2 separate regions of the Mus musculus genome follow, and region 1 is linked to region 2. A link is a contact called in public promoter capture Hi-C data. All regions are on one chromosome and are shown on one strand. The core of a region is the stretch at or near the end of the contact, and the rest is flanking DNA. Distances in the headings are between cores, read along the strand shown. Region 1 holds the start of Tmem150cos (transmembrane protein 150C, opposite strand). Region 2 holds the start of Cops4 (COP9 signalosome subunit 4).

Region 1 (4,241 bases), core at 1,589-4,088, 440 kb before region 2:
CTTTGTTTGGGTTTCCCCACAAATATTGGCTGTGAGAACAGATACAGGAGTAAGGGGAAAGAGACCCCTGTAACGATTGGAAGACGCACATCTTTAACTTACACAGGACAACTGTTCAAGGGTGGGTTTAAGGGCTTGAGATAAAGGGTTAAAACTGAGATGCCTTACAGTGGAGATGTCGTTAATTAGTAAAGAGTGGACCAAGCAGGATGGAGATCTGGACTGGATAACTCGGAAGGGTTGATATATGGCAATACTTTAATCTTCCTTCTCTCCTTGTTTGAGATAGGGGTCTTACTATGTAGCTCATTCTAGAGTGGAACCCAGCCCTCCTGCCTCTGCCTCTCTAATGCTGGGATGACCATTAAATACTTCTGGCCTTTTCTCCTTCGAGAGGCTCAGTTGGACAACAGGAAACTCAGTATGTGTGGGACTTTGTTCCCTGACAGCCAGGGCTGCTCATTCTGTATGAAGATGCCCCAGCTATGGCTTCCTATGAGTGCTGTGAATTTCAGCTCTAAGGGGTCACACTGAGCTCCATCTGTATTTGTGTGAGATCGTTTAAAAATAAAAAGGGTTGGAAGATCCCATTCCTATGCCCAGCCTCCCAACCCCCGTCCCTGACCAGCTACCTAACCACTGTGGTTTTTGGATTGAATCACACATATCTAAAACTTAAAAGATGACGTCCATATGTAAGGGGAAATATGGTACTTATCACTTTGGATCTTTGGTAACCCAGATGACATGACATGGAACCTGTACAAAATACTGCGTAAGATGGCCAAGAACTGGGCCTAAATGTCATGAGCCTAGGGGAGACCCCACTGCAGTACAGTGGTTCTTAATGACACATTTCTATACCATAGCTCACAGACTAAGCCCTCATCAAAGAAGCTGCTGCTCTGAGTAGATGGTAATTAGCAGAGACCCACAACTGGACAGTGTGCAGAGAGTGAGTTTGGAGCACTTAGCGCTAACTGGGAGGCCTTTATCGAGACCCCTTCCCTCGGGCTGGAGAGATGGCTCAGCGGTTAAGACCACTGACTGCTCTTCTAGAGGTCCTGAGTTAAATTCCCAGCAACCACATGGTGACTCAACCACATGGTAGCTCACAACCATTTGGGGATCTGATGCCCTCTTCTGGTGTGTCTCAAGACATAGACAGTGACATAAATAAATCTTAAAAAGGAAGAAAGAAAGAAAGAAAGAAGACCCCTTCTCTCAAGACCCCTCTATGCAGAAGAGGAGGCAGAGAGTCAGAGCCAGAGGTGATGATCCCAAAGAAACTGTTTCTAGACACCATAGAACTGATGTCTAGAACACACATGTGAACTCAGAGCCGGTGACAGTGACACAAGGCCTGTGTAGGTTCAAACCAGACAACATCCCAGCCCTGAGGAAGGAGAGCAGACAAAAAGTCCTTCCTACTCCTAACCAGGAAGATACCCATAACTGGTATTTTCTGGGACACACAGCTTCCTCAAATGGAGTGTCATTGGGTATGTCAACAACACAACTGGGCAGATTCCATGTGCTAACACACGTACACACAAACACCCCACGTCCTTTTGTGAGATCTCTGCATACTGGCTGGTTTTGTGTCAACTTGACACAGGCTGGAGTTATCACAGAGAAAGGAACTTCAGGTGGGGAAATGCCTCCATGAGATCCAGCTGTAAAGCATTTTCTCAATTAGTGATCAAGGTGGGAGGGTCCCTTGTGGGTGGTGCCATCCCTGGGCTGGTAGTCTTGGGTTCTATAAGAAAGCAAGCCGAGCAAGCCAGAAGAAGCAAGCCAGTAAGTAACATCCCTCCATGGCCTCTGCATCAGCTCCTGCTTCCTGACCTGCTTGAGTTCCAGTCCTGACTTCCTTTGATGATGAACAGCAGCATGGAAGTGTAAGCTGAATAAACCCTTTCCTCCCCAACTTGCTTCTCGGTCATGATGTTTGTGCAGGAATAGAAACCCTGACTAAGGGGCTGGTAAGATGGCTCAGTGGGTAAGAGCACCCGACTGTTCTTCCGAAGGTCCAGAGTTCAAATCCCAGCAACCACATGGTGGCTCACAGCCATCTGTAACAAGATCTGACGCCCTCTTCTGGAGTGTCTGAAGACAGCTACAGTGTACTTACATATAATAAATAAATCTTTAAAAAAAAAAAAAAAAAAAGAAACCCTGACTAAGACACTGCGTTTTGCCTTACTGGTTTTCTTTTTAGTTTGCTTTGATTTTAGCTTCTTATGAAGAGAGAAATTGGACGTGGGGGTGGGGAAGATCAGGGAGGAGAGAAAGAATATGCTAAAACTTTATTGTACAAAAAATATTTTCTCAGACAAGATGTTTGGCTTTCGATTCCATTCCTGCCATGGAATTCCTAACACCCATAGGACAGAACAGCAGTGTTTTATTCATAATGAACATCTTCTGTTTGTACCAGACTTCATGCTACTGAGGTAACTTTAGGATGAGGCTGCTCACCAGGTGCTTAGACCTCCAGCCTACCTACTTCCGGGAGGTTGGGGGGCAGCTGGGATGGAGAGCCTGGGGTGCACTGAGGGCAAGGGAGCCAGCCCCAGGCCTGCCTTCTTCACCCATGCACCTCTTCCATTTGACTGATCCTGAACTGTATCCGTCACAATAGAATGAGCATTAAAGAACGTGTTCTGCAAGCTATCCACAGCAAGCACGGACGTGTACGTGCACACCCACGAAGAACTGTTAGTGTAAGAAACAAGGAAGTCAGGATTTAGCATAAAACCCCTTTATTCAGTGGCCAGGTCCCAGTGAGTAATGTCAGTATTGGCTGGATGCTGCTGCTGCCGCTGCTGCTGCTGCACACTCTTAAGAACGCAGAGAAGTGTGTCACCGAAAGCTCTTTACTTGGAGTGTGGAGAGTAAAATAAAACCGTTTGTTCTTTGATAAAAATCTTTAAAATAGAAAAGTGAAAAGGAGGAAAGAAGAGAAACCTCATAGCAGTTTCAAAACTAACAGACATCCCCCTGGAGTATTTACGGTAAGACGCCTTTTTTAATAAGAGAATACTCTACTCGAGGCTTTCTCACACCACTGGGGGCTTTTCACTCCCTGCCCTGCCCTGCCCTGTAGTGATGAGTCCTCCCCCTCCTTCTTCACTCTGTCTTCCACTCTGTCGTTTGTCTCTGAATCTCTTTGATGCTCCTCACCTCCACTCAGAAACGAGCAGCAAATCTGTTCATTTGGACATTTACTGTGTGCTCGTGCTCGGCGCTATGCTGGGGGGCGGAGATTTAGCATTTGAACCCTTCCTTGGGAAGCTATACTTCAGGGTGAATTTACAAAACAACGTTTTCCACATTACATTCCGGGCTGTCTGAGCCCCCTAGGAGTTTGGAGAGTTTTTTGAAACAATGTGGGAGGGGGTGCTTGTGACTTGGTTGGGGAGGGGGTGCTTGTGACTTGGTTGGGGAGGGGGTGCTTGTGCACTTGGTTGGGGGAGGGGGTGCTTGTGCACTTGGCACTCTGTTGTTGGCACAGGGATCTAGGATGGCCTTGAACTCCTGCACCTCTGGGCTCATCTCCGAACAGCTTAGCAGTATTGCAGCTCCATTTGTGCCAATGTGATTTGCGGGAGGGCGATGTTTTTAATTTGCTTCTATAACTTCCAAATTTAATTTAAAGTCCCCAGTCCTCAAACTATAAAATTTGAGCAACACACGGATGTTAAAATCTCCCCTGGGTTGGACTAGCAGCAAGAGGGCTAACCTCCTGTCTTTCCTCAGAGCCCTCATACCTTTCACCTCCATGTAGATTTCTTTTGCGATTCTTCGAGAATCTTTTTTTCTTATTATTTCTTCAGATATAAATTAAGCTTGCACGTATACCCCTTTCATACTTGAAGCCAAAACAAGGTTCTTGCCTTTGGTCCACACCTTTGCCCACGAGGCCTACATAGACCCGTGAGAGTGGCACTTCAAAAAGAAAATGCAAACTGGAACTGTGGGTGATGCACTGTGGAAGGAAAAACCAAGCCACGCCCTCTCAGCCGTACCTCGTGCCATTCGCGGCTGACTGTCCCCGGTAGCATTCACGTTTGGAGATCTTCCTCAGGCAGAGTGACTCAAGTCCAAATGCTGGTGGCCGGCTTCTTTCCCGCTCACTCTCTGTAGCATGCTTCTCTCTCTGGATCCACAAAGCCGACCGCTGAACAGTGATGATGTCAGACTGATGGGAAAGCTCTGCCCACGCCTCTCAGGCCACG
Region 2 (4,465 bases), core at 1,284-3,783:
AGGCAGCTAATCTACCTTCCCTGAAGGCACACAGATATTTAGGTGGTCAGATGGATGGGTTTTGGTAGAAACTGCTGGTTCCCATCATCCCTCATTCCCTGCATCCATCTCTCTCCCCTGCCTCTTATTCATCTCTCTCACTCTTGGACTAGAAATTTAGTCCAGGACCTCTACACAATAGGCAAATGAGGTGCAATGTGTATCCCAGCCTTAAAAAAAGGTTTACTTATTTGATTTATATGAGTAGACTGTATCTGTCTTCAGACACACCAGAAGAAGGCACCAGATCCCATTACAGATGGTTGTGAGCCACCATGTGGTTGCTGGGAATTGAACTTAGGACCTCTGGAAGAGCAGTCAGTGCTCTTAACCGCTGAGTCATCTATCCAGCACCTCTTACCCCCAGCCTTTTTTATACTTTCTATTCTCACACAGGTCCCACTAAGCTGTTTAGGCAGGCCTTGAGAGGCCTATGCCATTAAGCTCTGTGCACACAAAGGCTGCCCAATTGGAAAGTGGGCTTCCGGGCTCACCACTGTTAGGCATTCTTGCCAAAAGGACGTGATTTGAACAGTGTGGATAACCTCTACTTTACTTTGTTTGCCTTGCTCATGTCCAAAGAGAGAACATGCCATTTGTAACATGCCAAGATGGCTAAATGCTTCAAGTTAGTATTTGTTGTAGGTAAGTCTGCAAGAAATTGCAATCCTAAATATATCTGACTGGAAGACAAAATACTAGAATTCTCCTGTTCAGGATGATTTGGGAATATCTGCCAAAAAATGTGTATGCATCCTGACTCACTTTGGGGAATGTATTTTACTTGCACACATCTTAAATCATGCACATATAAGTTCATTCACTGCACCATTGGCTGCTCTATAAAAAACGTTCTTCATATGTCCTGTATGTTGTAACATACCTTTGCTACTTTAAAAATAATGACAGAAATAATAATGTCTTATATGACTAGGTCACCAGAAAAAAAGAGAAAACTCTAAAGGAGAACAATAAGGCATGTTACTTTCTGTGAAAGGAAGCGAATACAAAAACCTTGCATTTATCAGATTGTATTTTTGGAAAGAAGTTTTGTAAGAAAACATGAATAAGAAATGTAACCACATGTAAATGCAGGATGATCACATACCTTGTCACTCGTGAAACAGGTTCTCAATTGAAGGGCAGTATTACTAATCACTTCAGAACAATAGATGAAAATCAGCATTGTCTGAACAAAGTGGTATGTATAACCAACACTTTAAAAAGATACAGGGTGTATCAAGGAATGCACATATATAGTCCAAAGGTATATGTGTATGTGTGTGTGTGTGCACATTAATCTGTATTACATCTTAGAGCTTTGTGGGACAGGGTCTCTAGTAATCCCAGCTGGCTTCCAAGTCGATAGGATCAGGGGTATAGACTTGAACTCCTGATTCCCTAGCCTCCACTTCTGGAGTGCTAGTATTACGGTGACCACCATGAAACCTAGCTATTTATTTGTTTATAAGGGGAATGTGCCAAAAGCAGTCCACTATGATCATAAACTGTGCAGTTGAGTTTCCTCCCAAGTGGAAAAAACGCAGACATCGGCACACTTAGATGCCAGTGACTCATCGTGGGAGGAGCATATTCTTGATCGTGGTATACTCTTTCCCAGGTAAATGATCTGAAGAACCAGCCTGTCTCCATTTCAGACTTAAAAGCCATCTTATATAGTAAAGACAGATTAGGTTCCTTTCTGTTTACCATTAAACCTCTGTTCCAGACAAACTAGGTTCTTTCTTGTTTATGACTAAACCTTTGTTTGTCAGACATTGGGCTATTCTCCACCTGTAACCTTAACTACAAAATGTTCTGCACTGCCTGTTCCAGGAATAGAAGTCATGTCTTTGCTTCAAGAAGTGGTTTATAACCACCTTGGAGCCTTATCTGCTGCATAGGTTCCATGACCACCTATGACTACCTTGTTATGGCTACCTGTTGTGTTACCTTGTTTTGCTCGCCGCCTAGTTTGCCCGCCAAATCTCCGATATGGAACCCCTTACCCCTGAGCTATAAACACCTTGTCTTCCTTGAATCCAGGGCTGACCTACTGAACTCCACCTTAGGGGAAGGCAGCTTGTGTACACGAATAAAAAAGCTTGCTTTCATGGATTGCTTGTTGTAATTTGTTGTAAAATGATGATTTGGGTCTGTTGTATTTTTCCTCTTATCTTTGGAATTGACATTCCGTGTGTGTGTGTTGGTTGGTTTTTGTTTCTTTTTTCTTCAGTGTTGGACTATAGTGAATTGGAAGTAACTCTTTACATAGGTCGTTTAAGTGATGCCTTAAAGAACGGAGCGGAGAACGATAATAATCAGTCCCGGAACTTAGGGAAAACGTCGTCCTTTGACTTGCCGGGCCTTTACTGAAGTTGCACAAAGTACACGCCCTCAAGTTCTTCAGCCAATCCCAGGTCGGAGCGTGAGCGCCTGCGTCTCTCGGGAGACCTGGGCGGTCCTCAAACCGGAGGAGAGGAGTCTGGTGTCACTCAACTCGGAGGGCGGAGCTAATTCCTGCTCCCCTATCCGGCGCTCTGGCCCACAGAGACGCTGCTCTATGGCACCTCGCGTCCCCTCTGCCCGCCTCCTGGAGGACCACGCTCGTTTTCTTCTTGGCAGCGAGAGGTCCCGCAGCCGTGGCTGAGCTGGAGGAAAGATGGCGGCTGCCGTGCGACAGGATTTGGCCCAGCTCATGAATTCAAGCGGCTCTCATAAAGATCTGGCGGGCAAGTGAGTATTTCTTAGGAGTACAGAGGTAGGAAGGAAGCCGCAAGTTTATCTTCCCAGAGGCGACGGGCGCTCCGGGGCGTGAGGCTCGAGCTAGGCCTGACTCAGGGGGGCGGGCCTGAACTCGGCTGTGGCGGTAAATGTTGGGAGCAACAGAAAGCTGTAGGGACGGTATGCTGGGGTCCTGACCGTCCCAGGACCCCAGGTGGCTGCCAGCTTCTTAAGTCCTTGATAACGCCCTCTGCGGGTTCTTTTGGCTTCTGGAAGCGAGGTAAGAAAGATGACGGCTCGCCCGGCGGTGGGCGCCTTCCTTAGAGTCTCTTCGGCGAGCCCGACACACCGAGTTTGACTTCGGTTCGCTGCCGCCCCTGCCTTCGCCGTGTTGGAGGTAAATTTATATTCTGGACTTTGATGCAGACTTTTATTTCGAAGAGATGGCTTTCCAGGATTGATAGGGGCAGAGGAGGTATGGATGCTGTCATGTGGTCCAGAACTTCTCTCAGTTCATAGCGTGTGTGGGTCCTTATGTTCTGGATACTCGCAGTCTGTCACCAACTCTGGAGAAGAGAACACAGGCAGAATGTCCTCGGGCTCAGGATGTCTAGAACAGTGATATTTCCAGGGTCTGCTAAGGAATTTTGTCGAAACCTTAGGGTGCTTAGAGCCACGACAGGTCAAAAATTGGGACATGTTTCAGTCCCCTCAAGCAGTTGTTGAACAGCTGTAGTCTTCTTTGTGTAGATTTTTCACAGTTTTGCCTTCTAATGAAAGTATGCCTTCAATTGGCCCTAACATTTACACCTCACAGCTGAGGGCATGTTGATCTAATTAATGAAATATTCTTGCTCAAACCTGCACATTGAAATGGTGTGTGTGTTGTGTGGCCGCTGTGCTGGGCTTTTCTGTGTAGAAAGTACAGTCTACCTTATTAGTGGGAAATTTAGTTGTATAACCTGGGCTTAACTACATCATTCTTTATTTTTCCGCTTTAAAAAAATGGAAGGGTAATCGTGAGGCTTAGTCTTATCTGATTTCAAAATGAGCATGTGTCTATGTACTAATTACACTTCAATAACTGAGCACAGTCCCTGGTATCTGGAAAATGTCATAATGTTGTTATGAAGCAGTCAGTAAGTACATACGACTTATTCCAGGGGTTGGAAATAGTTCATTTATGTCTTCATCGTTTGGTTGTTTTTCCATGTATTAATACTTTTATAGCTTTGGATAGAAGTCAAACTAGCTTATGTATTCCCTTATATTTCCTTTGTTTTTTTCTCTCTTTATTACAGAAAATGTAAGTTCATTAATTATCAGCTAAGATGCAGGTGTTAGAACTTGAAAATCTTGTGGAACTTCATTACTATTTATCTCTCTAGCCCGGAATTAGAAATGAACAGTAGCATGTCTCCAATAGGGTGTTTCTTTTGCCTGTTGTAGCTAAATAAGTACACAATTGAGTAATATAAAAGTGACACCCCCCACCCCCCACCCCGGGATTCTGTATGTTGCCTGGCCTGTTTTCTTGATCTTACCTGGTTCAGTTACGCAGATTAATTTGGCTAGCAGATGCACTAGGGCTGGCCACGTGTAGATAGATACCTGGCAGTTGGCTGGATCTTTTATTCTCACTACATGGTTTAGCTTTGGCTTTTTTTTCTGGGACTTCCTGCATCAGAGTGTTCTAACAGGG

What was found. Promoter capture Hi-C pulls out the DNA fragments that hold promoters and counts their contacts.
Region 1: a promoter capture Hi-C map of embryonic stem cells shows a contact between it and region 2. The contact joins the promoter of Tmem150cos here to the promoter of Cops4 in region 2. A contact is called at or near these places in 3 of 39 promoter capture datasets (embryonic stem cells and hippocampal neurons) and 1 of 484 Hi-C or Micro-C datasets (embryonic stem cells).

The regions. Positions count from the first base shown.
Region 1 is chr5:100,075,124-100,079,364 of GRCm38.p6, forward strand. It overlaps Tmem150cos (transmembrane protein 150C, opposite strand), which reads left to right and starts at 2,839. Exons shown (of 5, transcript NR_045993.1): 1 at 2,839-3,017. It overlaps Tmem150c (transmembrane protein 150C), which reads right to left. Exons shown (of 8, transcript NM_001382851.1): 8 at 2,749-4,241.
Region 2 is chr5:100,515,776-100,520,240 of GRCm38.p6, forward strand. It overlaps Cops4 (COP9 signalosome subunit 4), which reads left to right and starts at 2,534. Exons shown (of 10, transcript NM_012001.2): 1 at 2,534-2,775. The coding sequence starts at 2,702.